Linked DNA regions of Mus musculus: region 1 is linked to region 2. Evidence: chromatin contacts called from public Hi-C data. All regions are on one chromosome and are shown on one strand. The core of a region is the stretch at or near the end of the contact, and the rest is flanking DNA. Distances in the headings are between cores, read along the strand shown. Region 1 overlaps Sfxn4 (sideroflexin 4). Region 2 holds the start of Nanos1 (nanos C2HC-type zinc finger 1).

Region 1 (6,433 bases), core at 337-2,836, 82 kb after region 2:
GTATTTTGCCTCCATGTATGTACATGCATCACTGTATATCTAGTGCTCATGGCAGTCAGAAGGCACTAGCTTTCTTGGGGCTGGAGTTACAGATGGTTATGAACCAATATGTGGGTGCCAGGAACTAAACCCGAGTTCTCTGCAAGAATAAGTGTTCTTAACTCCTGAGTCATCTCTTTATCTCCTACCTTTTATTTTTTTATTTTCATTATTATTTTTATTTTTTTATGTATGTGAGTACTGTCTTTAGACACACCAGAATAGGGCATCAAATCCCATTACAGATGGTTGTGAGCCATCATGTGGTCATGAACTCAGGACCTCTGGAAAAGCAGACAGTGTTCTAACCATCTCTCCAGCCCCTACCTTTTATTTTTATTTTTTTCACCTTTTATTTTTTGAGACAGGATCTCACTATGTAGTTCTGTCTGGTCTGGAACTTGCTACATAGACCAAGCTGGCCTCAAACTCTTAGAAATCTGCCCATTTCCTGGGTGCTGGGATTGTAGATATGGCCACCATACATTCCTTATTCTCCTGATCTTGTCCACACACACATTTTCTAAAACTTATTTGTATATATGTGTGCCTTTGTATATGCCACATGTTTGGGTACTGCATCCTCCTGGAGCTGGAGACACAGGAGTTGACATCTGGCTACATGGGTGCTGGGAAATGAGTCCACAACCTCTGCAAGAGCAGCAAGCACACTCAAACGCTGAGCCATTTTTCTAGCCCATGATTCTCTACCTTTAATTCTGTGTAGTGTCCACCTATGGCTGCACTGAGCTACTTGGTAGGTCATTGTTTCTAATTTTGACTCTTTGGACTGCTGTGATACTTTTTTAAAACCAAATTTTGAAGCAACTGTCCTGTAGACACCTTTGGTGAGTTTAATGTGAAAATATCACAATAACCAAACAATATGCATCTTCTCTAAAGACAGTCTGCTACGAAATAGGACCAGGCAACAGGTCTTGAGGTAGTGTGGCCGGGAGCAGGTCTGATAAGAGAAATGGGGTGCTATGGAAACCAGTGGAAGGGGTACCTCACTCAATACTGTGAGCTCTCTAGGCCTCCAGAGAAGAAACGGTTGCAGTAAAAAAACAGAAAAGCCCACAAACTAATGTGAGGAACCAGATGTTAGGTTCTGTGGGACATAGAAGGGGATGACAAGAGATGAATAAGATAGAGGTTTTCTAAGGGTGTTAAGAATCAGAACTTTGGGGCTGGTGAGATGGCTCAGTGGGTAAGAGCACCCAACTGCTCTTCCAAAGGTCTGGAGTTCAAATCCCAGCAACCACATGGTGGCTCACAACCATCTGACTCCCTCTTCTGGAGTGTCTAAAGACAGCTACAGTGTACTTACATATAATAAATAAATAAATCTGAAAAAAAAAAGAAGCAGAACTTTGTCTCCAGACAGAAGCAGGAGGTTTCAGAGAGCAGCCAGAGCAAGGCAAAAAGCCACAAGACAATGCCAGCAGGGGGTGCTATTGCACTGAGCTGAAGCAGCACCTGAAGCCTTGGGTTCTTAACACATGAAATTATGCCTGTCTGGGATAAGAGGTTGAGTGACATAGCTGGGTAAATGATGTCACCATTACCCAAGGTTACTAGGGAGCTGAGATAAGGCATGGTTGACTCAACCATGAGTCCCGTGGGGGCATCCAAAGAGCCAAGTACACTGTAGCAACTGGTTGGGGTATGAGGGCCTGGCAGAATGGTAGTCCAGCCTTGGATGGGGCTTAGGTGAGAGCCATCTCAGCAGAATGTAGGCTGTGACCAACACAGAAAAACCCTGTCTTGAAGAAGGGACTGGGGAAGAAGGAGGAAGAATCGGAAGGAAGGAAGGAAGGAAGGAAGGAAGGAAGGAAGGAAGGAAGGAAGGAAGGAAGGAAGGAAGGAAGGAAGGAAGAAGAAATTTTGGCTAGGAAGTATGGTTTGTTTGTTTGTTTGTTTGTTTGTTAAGGCAGTTTCAATGCTCCTGGGAGTAGTCTATAGAGAGAAGTAAGCCAGAGATGCCCCAGTGACTACAGAGCAAGGCCCAGAGGAAGGGAGATGGGGATCCCTAAGAGAGTTGACTATATATAGACCTGGACTGGTATTGAGCAGGAAGCTGTTGTTGGCTAGGGGCCTCAGTTATTCTAGAAATAGAAGTATCAGGGTCCTTTCAACAGAAACCAGGGAAGTAGACAGAATGCTTGCAGTGTGGGATCAGATAAAATAAGTAGGGAAACAGGACTACTTAGGGACTAGAAGCCTTAATGAGCTCACCAGAGTTTTGTATCTATCTGGAGGCTATCAGTGTAGTGTTTGTACCCCAGATAAGGTATACCTTTTGATGATTTCTTTCAAGTATTCAACTCCAGACAGGTTTATTCACAGGGTCACATTATCCTTCCCCGGGCTGACTCTTACTTCATCTCAGCAGTCCCCTGGGTGCTGCTCTTCTTTTGGTTAGACTCAGGCACTGAAGCCAGCTTGCTGCACAAGTGTTGCTGGGAACCCTGAGGACCATGGCAGTGCTCTTTAAGGGGCCAAAGATTTCCAAACAGGAGATAAACTTGTTCCTATACCCCTCTGTAATAGAAGAGTTCCTTTTCTTCTGTAGAAGATTGAATCTTCTCTTCAAGCTGACTGCACTGGATCTGAAAGACAAGGTCACATTCTTCAAAATTCATGCTTAAATGCCTCAAGCCAAGTTTTAAAAAACTCTGAAAGCACCCATTTTTTTACACCTTTTCCAATGATATCTAATTGATTACAAGAAGTACCATTTCTTAGAACTTTTAAATTGAAATTTTCAAATACAAAGAGACTATAATAAGCTCTTGTATAATCATCACTCAGCAATAGCTATGAAGAATCTGCTGATCTGATTTTCTGGAGCAATTTCCACATCTGTAAGTGTAGTGGGGTTTCCCCCTTTTTGGTTTTTGGGACAGGATCTTGAACTTAGTCTATTCCTGCATCAACCTCTAAAATACTGTCAATACAAGAATACACCTGGTTCCTTGAGCATTTCACCTACAAATTCTCCACTACAGATACTACAGATGGTCAAGTCTGGTACCATGTACACAGGAAGGAATGTTATCACATCCCAGCAAATGTTAGCAGTGGACTCCTCTAACAGCCAGTGTCTATTTCCAGTCTTGCAAGGTTGGATGTACTAATTAACTGATGGCAAGCAGAGGACCTCTGAAGGAATAGGCTCCCTTTTCCTTGACGTTCTAGAAATGTACTACAGGGATATCTGAGGAGATGCTGGACCCCTTGCAGCCCTATATATACCATTAGCACAAGACTGCCATTGAATCATCACTACCCACCTAGAGTCAACAAGCACCTACTTCAAGGTCTGGTGAATCTTTGAGGCAATGCAGAGACAAACCCTACTTCCTGCCCCTGCTTTGCCCTCTGAGATTCATATGTCTGGCAAGGCTCCTGTATGACCCCTTCAAGCCTACTGCCTGCTTCCTCAGCCTGGTGATGCAGTGCTAACTTTGGTCTCTACATCCTGCCAGATGATCCTGTGGGGTCATGCTGTCCATTCCTCCTACCTGTTCTTCCACTGGGAACTAGTTCTTTTAATTCCATTTCTGCCTGTGCAATCCCAGCCATTTCCAGAGGCTTCCTTCTCCAGAAAGCCTTTCTTGGTTCTAGCCCCTCTGTCGTTTATTATCTGTCACGAGACAGTAATTTCCATATGTTATATTACCTTTCCTGCAAGAGCATATACAGATTCTATCATTGATCTTACGGTCTGTCTTCTTCCACATCTCAGCCGCCTTTTTGTTATTAAATTTGTGTTCATTTATTTTATTTGTGTGTGTATATATCTGTGTACAAACTTGTGGGTGTATATGCCATGGTACAAGTAGAGAGGATAACCTTCAGGACTGTGAGCTGAGTTTTATTTTATTTATTTATTTATTTATTTATTTATTTATTTATTTATTTATTTATTTATTTATTTATAGAGATGTATCTATTTATTATATGTAAGTACACTGTAGCTGTCTTCAGACACACCAGACGAGGGGGGTCAGATCTCATTACGGGTAGCTGTGAGCCACCATGTGGTTGCTAGGATTTGAACTCAGGACCTTCAGAAGAGCAGTCAGTGCTCTTAACCGCTGAGCCATCTCTCTAGCCCGTGAGCTGAGTTTTAAACAGGCACAAAACACAACTCTAAAGCAGTAATTCTTGGCACAGACACTGTCTTCAACTTCAACTTCTTTCAACAGACAAGGAAACGAGAAAACTGACCAACATGATAGAGGAGCTAGGAAATGTTAACACATAGAAAACATAAGTATTGTATTGCTCTACACAATGAATTATCTGTGGAACTATCTTCCCTAATACATCGTCCATAAGCTAGCTATATGTGAGTACATACATTAAAATTAGAAGGTTTGTGGGCTAGAATGATAGCTCAGTAGTAGAGCACTTGTCTAACACATGTAACACCCTAGGTACAGTTTCCACCACTGAAGAATAGTAATAAAAGTCAGTATCTTAGTCACACACTAAGGACTCGGCAGCCACATGTGGCCAGTGTTTGCCATACTGGGTCAGCACACAGAGCACAGCATCACTACAGGAAGACCCACTGCATAAAGCATGGCTACACAGCTTTGTAGAGTATCTAAAAGCTCTTGAGTGTCTTTCAAAGATTTGTTTGTTTGTTGACTGGCTGATTTATTCATAATCTTTGGAGGAAGGTCTCATGCAGCTCAGACTGGCCTCAAACTCACTATAACAAAGGGTAGCCTTGGGCTTCTGACTCTCCTGCTTCCAAAGCCCTGGGATTACAGGTATATGTCACCATGCATAGCTTACGTGCTGCTGGGGATCAAACTCAGGGCCTTGTGATGCTAGGAAAGCACTTTACTAACTGCTACATCCTCAGCTCACAACGTTTTTAGTTTGTTTTTTTCAGTATTTATTTATTTTGTATGTATGGGTATTTTTGCCTGTACATACACCTGTGTACCATGTATATACAATGCCTGTGGAGGTCAGAAGATGTGTGATTGCCCTGGGACTGGAATTACAGATGGTTATGAGACAACATATAGTTGCTGTGATCCAAATCTGGGTCCTCGCAAGAGCAGAAAGTGGTCTTAATTGCTGAGGCAATATCTCCAGTCCCAGTTTTTTTAGTTTCTGAGACAGGGACTTGCTATGAAGGCTAAGCTGTCCATAAACTTAAAATCCTCTACATCAACCTCCTGAGAGTTAGGATTACAGGTTGTGCCACCACGAAACCTGATGTGCTGCTAGCTACCATGTGGCTGCTGGGAATGGAATCTAAGACCTCACTCAGCAAGTGCAGTAAATCTACTATTGTTGTTGTTGGTCAAGATAGGGTTTCTCTGTGTAGTCTTGGCCATCATGGAACTCATTCTGTAGACCAGGCTGGCCTCATGGGCCATCACTAAAGCCCTAACTTTGTAGTTTTTAAAATAAAATTACTTCTTTGTTTTTATTGTTTGTTTTTGTTTTAAGACAGGGTTTCTCTGTATAGCCCTAGAACTTGCTCTGTAGATCATGCTGGCATCAAACTCAGAGATTCCCCTGACTTTGCCTCCTAAGGGATGGGATTAAAGGTGTGCATCACTACCACCTGACTAAAATTACTTCTTTTACTACAAACATGAAATAAAAACCCAGTTTCTCATCTGTGGGAAAGCAGTGGGGTCCTTACCTGTCCAATCTGTGGAAACATGCTGAATGACACTGGCACCATCAGTCCCATCATAAAGAATGTGGAACTCATTCTCAGGATCACGAGTGACAGCAGAGTCTGTGGGTAAAACCTCGTCCTGTAAGAGACAAGGCATAGCTCACACGCAGTCCAACGCTTTTGTCCTCTTTTCTGAAGCAGGCCCTCTGTTTCAGTGGTGGCTGATTTGGCTCTGCATGCAGTTACAGGCATATGCCTGGATCACTGCACAACCACCTACCAGCAGGCTCTAAAAGGCACATGGACTAAGCTCTGGGTGAGGTTTATCTACTCAGGGAATGGGACATTGACCAGTTAGATAGAGCAACTTGTTGGAATTCCAGAGCCTGAAGTGATAGTTCAGATTCTAGAGCATATGACTCAAATTGTATTATGTGATAGTCTTTTGTTTGGTTGTAGTTTTGTTTTGAAACAAGGTGTCTCCTGTATCCCTGGCTATTCTGCCTGGAGAATCTGTTCTGTAGACTAGGCTGGCTTTGAACTCAAAGATCTGCTTCCCTTTCTCCTGAATTCTAGCATTAAAGATCTGTGCCACCACGGCCTGGCTGTGTGATATTTAAAGAATGGGAGAAGCAGTATAATGATATGTGTAGGATTCCAGCTTGTGGAGTCAGATCCCTGAGGCCACATGAATAGTCTGTGCTATTGACAGGTGTGTTCTATTGACAGAACATG
Region 2 (6,621 bases), core at 867-3,366:
TTCACAGAATAAAATAAATGAGGAGATCCGCCCCAGAACACTGAAGGAGACAGTTGCGTGAGACTGAGGAGTTAGACTACAATGAACAGGTTATGAGCTAGTCGAGAAACAAGCCAAAATTATTGGTGTAGGCATTTACTCTTATATAAGAAGTCACAGAGTCATTGTATTTCAGGGAACAAAGAGGCTGGGTGGAAAAATCACAAGGCTATAGGCTCAAGCAAAGCCGCACAATTCCAACTTACTTCTTTCCAGCTACGCACCGATGTAAATACAAACTTAGCCTAAAAAAACCTTCTGTGCTGTGGTGTTCAGGGTGGTCGCCTGCCTTGAGTCCTGATTCTAACCGTGACATAGTCACTGTTTGACCTTCAAGAACTCCATCTCTTCTTGTGGGGGGAGGGGTGTCCTCATTTTCTTCACCTGTAAAGACTAAATTAGATGATCCCAAAGATCCCTCTTACAAGTGATCTGTTTCACCCGCACATTCATTCTAACCCTAACCCAAACCAGAACCAAATTCTGAGCATCCTTTGTATAACCCAACAGACACACTGTGGCATTGGTTTGCCTTACTGGCCTTCATTGGACTTTGCTGGCGGATGCCGGTCTTCACTGACAATGCTCTGACATTGGCGTGATTTCTTTGCTGATCTTCACTTTTCGTGACTTCATAGAGAGTAACTTGCAAAAACAAAAAAAAAAAAACCCTCATATTTTGGCGGCTTCCTGCCACTTCCATGGACCCACGCCCATTGTTGGAGCCTCATGGTTTCTTCTGGATTGGTCTGCAGCTACTGATTCATGTTTGGTGACACTATTGAACTGGACTGCTGATATCCTGACAACAAAGGTCGGAATAACTACTTCTAAACAGGTCCATGACCCCCTTGTCCTATTAACCGTTCTTCCTCCCCTACCTTTGGTAGGCTATAAGGTAGCCTGATGTGTTGAAGAACCTTTATTGAAGTAGGTTTGTAAAAAAAAAAAAAAAAAAAAAAATCTAAGCCAAAACATGTGAATGTGACCTACCACCCAAAGAAAACTCACAGCATCAGAGGAGAGGTCTTACCACCTTGCTTCCATTGACACTGTACGGTACAGAGTGGGAAAGCTAGATCAGCCCTCTCCTCTGCAGAGCATTTTCTGACCCTCATCCTAGGTCACATTCCAGAAGAGTCCTCGGTGTCTTTTCCTAGTTTCAAATTATTTTTTGAGGTTGTTGGTGTTTATCACTTTAAGTTGCTTCTTTTCCAGGGAAGAGCAAGACTACTTCTTTCCCTCCTAGTAAGTCCTTTATTTTCCAGGGTTTTACCAAAAAGAGAAAATGTTATCTGTTTCAAAGCATTGAATATGCTGTTTTTCAAGTTCCACAGACCCTAGATTTCCATATAAGCACCCTGAAGAGGAGCTTCACACAAACTGGTCCGTAGTAAGAATTTCTAGCCCAGTTGTAGCCTCCACCTAACCTAAGTAAGTGAACAGCCTACGGCCCCAATTTCTGAACACCTGTTGGACCTGTTTTGATCCTCCACTACTCACTACCATATAAACTATATAAATCGTGAGCTTCCTCCCTGAGCCTCAAAGTTTGTGGGAGGACTTCACCCTGTGGAAAGTGCTCCAGAGCGCTGTGCCAACTGAAGTCACTGGGTCTTTAGCTGGGCTCTGATGGGAGCTAGCGCCTAGCCTTGCCTCCCCCAGCTTTTCTTGCTGATGATGATAAAAAGGAAAGTGGTAGCTTCAAACCATAAACCCGGTCCAGCCAAACCTGCAAGTGGATGCAAGTGCATCCCAGTTGCTTCATTGCGATCTGTGCCATTGGCATCCTCAATACCCCGCAGTGAAAAAAACAAAAACAAAAACCCAAGCTGGGTTACCGGCTGAGGTCTCCACGCTCGTGCAAAAGCAAGCCCCAGCCACCGCCTCATTCAGTCGCTTTCTGCACAGCCATTCCCTCCCAGCAAGCGCCGCCCGCCCCTTCCCCGATCGCCACCAATCAGCGTCCCGACCGGCGCCCGCGGAGTCAGGTCCGCAGCCATTGAGCGCCAGGGCCCGAGGCGGCGCCTCACCCGCCCCCTCGCAGGATGCCAGGCGCCCCGCAGCTGGTGAGGTGGGCGCAGCGCACGGGGCGCAGGAAACGCGCGGGGCTGGAGAAGAGCGCGCGCCCGCCTCCGCTCCGCCTCCGTCCGGGGGCGCGGGCGCAGTGGCCCGGGCGGAGGATCGCAGGGGGCAGGGCCGAGACAGCGAGGAGGGGCACAGGAGAAAGCGGGAGCGATAAAAGGAAGCAAGGCTGCCCTACCCCACGGCAGGCCGGCGGGCAAGCTCCTGCGTCCCTTCCGTCTGGCCCTTGCCGGCGGCGGCGGCGGGGAGGCGCGCGGCCCGCTGCCGGCCCATGGAGGCTTTCCCTTGGGCGCCACGCTCGCCCCGCCGCGCCCGCGCCCCCGCGCCTATGGCGCTCGTGCCCAGCGCCCGCTACGTGAGCGCCTCGGGCCCGGTGCACCCGCAGCCCTTCAGCTCCTGGAACGACTACCTGGGGCTTGCCACGCTCATCACCAGGGCTAGCGACCGCGGCTCCCCGCATGAGGGGCCCGGGCCCACGGCGGCGGGGCCCACGATGGGGCCGCCCGAGGACGATGAAGACGATGACGGCGAAGAGCCGGAGGCCGGGGGCCGCTACCTGGGCGGTGCGTTGGAACTGCGCGCACTAGAGCTGTGTGCCGGCCCCGCTGAGCCCGGGTTGCTGGAGGAGCGCTTCGCTGAGCTGAACCCGTTTGCAGGGCGCGCCGCCGCGGTTCTGCTGGGCTGCGCGCCCACCGCCTCCACCACCGCCGCCGCCGCATCCACGGCCGAAGTGACGCCGCGCGAAGAGCCAAGCCCTGCGTGGGCTGCCGAGCCTCGTCTGCACGCGGCTTCCGGGGCGACCGCCGCACGTCTGCTGAAACCGGAGCTTCAGGTGTGTGTGTTTTGCCGGAACAACAAGGAGGCGGTGGCGCTCTACACCACACACATCCTCAAGGGCCCGGACGGCCGGGTGCTGTGCCCGGTCTTGCGCCGCTACACGTGCCCCCTGTGCGGCGCCAGCGGCGACAACGCACATACCATCAAGTATTGCCCGCTCTCCAAAGTGCCACCGCCCACCGTCCGCCCGCCGCCGCGCAGCAACAGGGACAGCCTGCCCAGCAAGAAGCTGCGCTAGGAGCGGGCTGCATCAAGCTGTGTACACCTGAAACCTGCGCTCCTCTCCCTTGCCTCAATTTGGGAAGTCGTCTTGATTTTACGGAAGCCGCAGGAGCGCAGCACTTTCTTGTGGAGTGGTCGGTCTCTGACGTTGAAATCTTGAATTTTGTCCCTAGTTTCTAAAACGCGCATCCAGAACGGTGAGGGCTGAGCGGGTGTACCACCGGTTGAGTTGCGGTGAATGAGGCGCTGTTTACTGTATACGTCGGCCTAGTTTAGGTGCGCAACCGTATGAAATTGTCTCTCATCTTGGATGTTTCGTTTTATGAATGGAGGCACTTTATAACGTCTAAAGTATTTTTAATAGCCTCTGAACTGAGTGTAAAACTAACAATTGTATGGAATGTCGGCAAAATGACTTTTATTGTTTGATGCAATTAATTTATTTTAGTTTGTCATTCTAATTGCAGGTAAAGCAACTTAGTGCACTTCCCAGTATTGAGAGGGTGTTCTTCCTCGTGGCTTGTTTCTGTCCTAGATGGGAGGCTTAAAGGCACAATCTGTAGCAGGTAGAATACAGTTCCTTATCCTTTTATGCATCAGATATTCTGAATTAGCAAGTAGTCTTTCCAATCCTTAAAATTAACTGTGCCAAGGCTTAATCATATCGTGTACATATTTGGAAACGGTGCTGTTTGAGAGACGTGTATTTATACAGTGACAGTATTATGAATCCATTAATCTCCCCAGTAACTCCTGCTTAGCATTTTCTCTATGCACTACCCCGATGGTCCAATTCTTTGTGTCTGATGCTAAGACATTTCCTCCTCAGAAAGGAGGAAACCTATTTAGAGCAGTGTTAACCCACCTTGATTGCTCAAGTTCAGGGTTCCTAAATAGAAAATGGGGAACTATAATGCAATAACTCGAGTTCCAAAAGGTTCTACTCTGGGCTGTTTGCCTTTCAATTTACAGAGGGTGTGCCAGAATAAACCACTTCAAGTCTGTCTCATTAACTCCCTCTTGGTGGTTCCACTATTACTGAGACCCTTGTCTGCTTCCAGAACCCCAAAAGATCTTCATGCAAAGTTCCTCTTTCCAGTACTCCTGTAAATCTATCATAGTGAGTGCTGGAATATGGCACAAAACTACCTACCATCTAGACAGAAGAGGCAAAGGTAAAGGTGAATTAAGATAAATTCAGCCATGCATCAACACCACTATCTGCTAATACCAGCCAAGAGTTTAAGTATATAATGTTTGCAATAGTCAGATTTAGCTAGGAATACTGGGAGTTAGGCTAGACTGCCTTTCGTATTAAGTAGCAACTTTACAGCAAACTTACTTTCTGTATAAAAAGAGGCTGGTGTGAAAATACAGCTGTTAGCCCTATTGGTAAAAGGGAGGACTTTCTTCACAAGGAAGAAAACTATCCCTGTTAGTTATAGCCCCACATTCACTGGGCCTAGGCCTGAATGTAATAAAACGTTGTTATTTTGCTAGAAAATATACTACTTGTTTTGAGGTGAAGTTTTTCAAGTCAACATAAATTCACATCCTCTAGCTAATCTGCCTTTTCAAAAAGGTATTCTCAATGTCAAAAGCAAAATCAAGTCAGATTGCTGTAATCCCATCAGATATTTCCCAAGGCACGTATGTATGGTGCCAGTATTTAAGCACATGAGCTGAACCATGACCACATGTACCTAATGCCAACTTTTAATTTTCGGCATCTTACCAGAACTAAAGGCTGCTGAAACTGGCATTCTTGTCCCATGGTATTGAGAGGGCTCTTGGAAAATATCAAACTAAGTAGCTGTTATATTAACAGGGAGACAGCTGTCAGAAAAGCGCTTCTAAACACAAGGACCCAAGTTCTATCCCCAGCATCTACATAAGGGAATAGTGGTATGCCTATAACCCCAGTGCTCACGAGGCAGAGGCCAGCCACGCTACATGGATGGGCTCCAGGTCTGAGTGAAAAACATGATCTCATAAGCTAGATGGTTGTCTGAAGTTGGACCTCCACATTCATCTGCAGATTTGGGGTAATTTAAGCCAAAGGTAGCTATGATTGCATCACTGGGGACACTAGCAAGGCAGTCTAGCTCCAGGTATGGAAAAACCCAGATTCAAAAGAAACATCTTGTTTGAAGAAAAGGAGAATATGATTGAGTAGGGCAACCCTTGACCTCTGACCTCCATGTGCTTGCACACAGTAGTGACCACACAAAACTGTATCCCACATGGTGTTCTCCAACCCATGCCAAGTCTGTGTTTCCCAGCTAACAGATACTGAAAGTGTACAGCCAAAAAAAAAAAAAAAAAAAAGAAAAAGTACTTGTTTTTCTAGTGTTCTAGAGAAAATAAACTTAGCCCTAAAAATAACCAATCCTTTAATCCTGACACTCAGGAAGTAGAGGAAGGCTTGGAATGCAATGTTATAAAGGTTTTGCAAAATTGTTTACAGTAGACATCCAAGTTTAGGGCCATGGGTATAGCTCAATGATAGAGCACTTGCCTAGAATGCACAAAACCCTAGAATGCCATTAAAGGGACAAAAATGAAACTTAAAACCCAAAGTTTCATATAACACTTTGATAAAGTTGGCTTCTGCCTAAGAAAGCACTGTGGATCTGGCTAGACCACAAAAAGGGACAGCATTGTAACAGCTTCACCATGGGCAGAAAGGCACAGGTTGTGCTGTGCTTTAGCCTGCATTTGTCTATCCAAACTTGCTAGTTTTATCGGCTTTTTACTTTTTTGTACTTTATTTTTCCTATAAAGTCCTTTTCAGAAGTTAAATGGCTTTGATTATAACTTTTGTTAGATATATTAAACCAAAACCATGTATTTCAAAACTATCAGAAATGTGTTTTATTTCAGGCTAATTTTGTTGTCTTGAGTTTGCTGAATAACATGCCCTCTAATATAATATAGCTGATATATAATTCCCTCTATTATAAATATAACTTTGACAAAGTGTCTTTGGGAAAAACATGAAGAGTTTCACCAGCCAAAACTGACCTGGAAAATTCTGGAATTACAAGCCATGTAGCATTGGTGGCTCTTGACTAATACCCCATACATATGTTTGATCCCCCTAATGTAGCTAGCTCTTCTAAGGATTCTCTCCACCTTCAAGCATAGCTATAGAAGCATTAAGGCTCCATTTGTTTACAGCCCCAGAAGCCACGGGGCTCACCTGGCACATCCGGAAGATTAATCAGCTTTCCTTTAACCTCTTTAATGCTGGTGGGGTCACAGTAGACGGAGAACTGTGATGGTAGGAACCCATGAGCCAGACCACAAAGCATCAGATACTTCTGTCCCCACCCTGTTCTCTAGGTTCTCTCCCAAAACAAAAAGCAGAAAATATCTGGAAACCCCAACTGAGCTGCAAGGCTAGGTCTGCAGGAAAACCTGCTCCCCGCCCTACCT

The links. A called contact is a pair of places that touch in the nucleus more often than the background predicts.
Region 1: a Hi-C map of neural stem cells shows a contact between it and region 2, with 2.9 times the contacts expected there. The contact joins the enhancer-like site here to the promoter of Nanos1 in region 2. A contact is called at or near these places in 7 of 39 promoter capture datasets (the 3T3-L1 cell line, 3T3-L1-derived adipocytes, the C10 cell line and 4 more), 44 of 484 Hi-C or Micro-C datasets (the AML12 cell line, the C10 cell line, the C2C12 cell line and 29 more), 5 of 115 datasets of contacts at active chromatin or transcription factors (the SCID.adh cell line, cardiomyocytes and embryonic stem cells) and 4 of 9 other capture datasets (adipose tissue, embryonic stem cells, liver and 1 more).

The regions. Positions count from the first base shown.
Region 1 is chr19:60,836,400-60,842,832 of GRCm38.p6, forward strand. Sfxn4 (sideroflexin 4) reads right to left here. Exons shown (of 14, transcript NM_053198.4): 13 at 5,720-5,837; 14 at 878-2,651. The coding sequence ends at 2,574. Among named protein-coding and RNA genes, the nearest start is that of Sfxn4, 22 kb to the right of the region's middle. Within about 2 kb of position 1,587, at least 16 of the 459 cell types and tissues checked have an H3K27ac peak or open chromatin away from gene starts, as enhancers often do. A contact at or near this core is called in neural stem cells, where this site is marked.
Region 2 is chr19:60,753,871-60,760,491 of GRCm38.p6, forward strand. Nanos1 (nanos C2HC-type zinc finger 1) reads left to right here and starts at 2,117. Exons shown (of 1, transcript NM_178421.3): 1 at 2,117-6,044. The coding sequence starts at 2,396. The coding sequence ends at 3,199.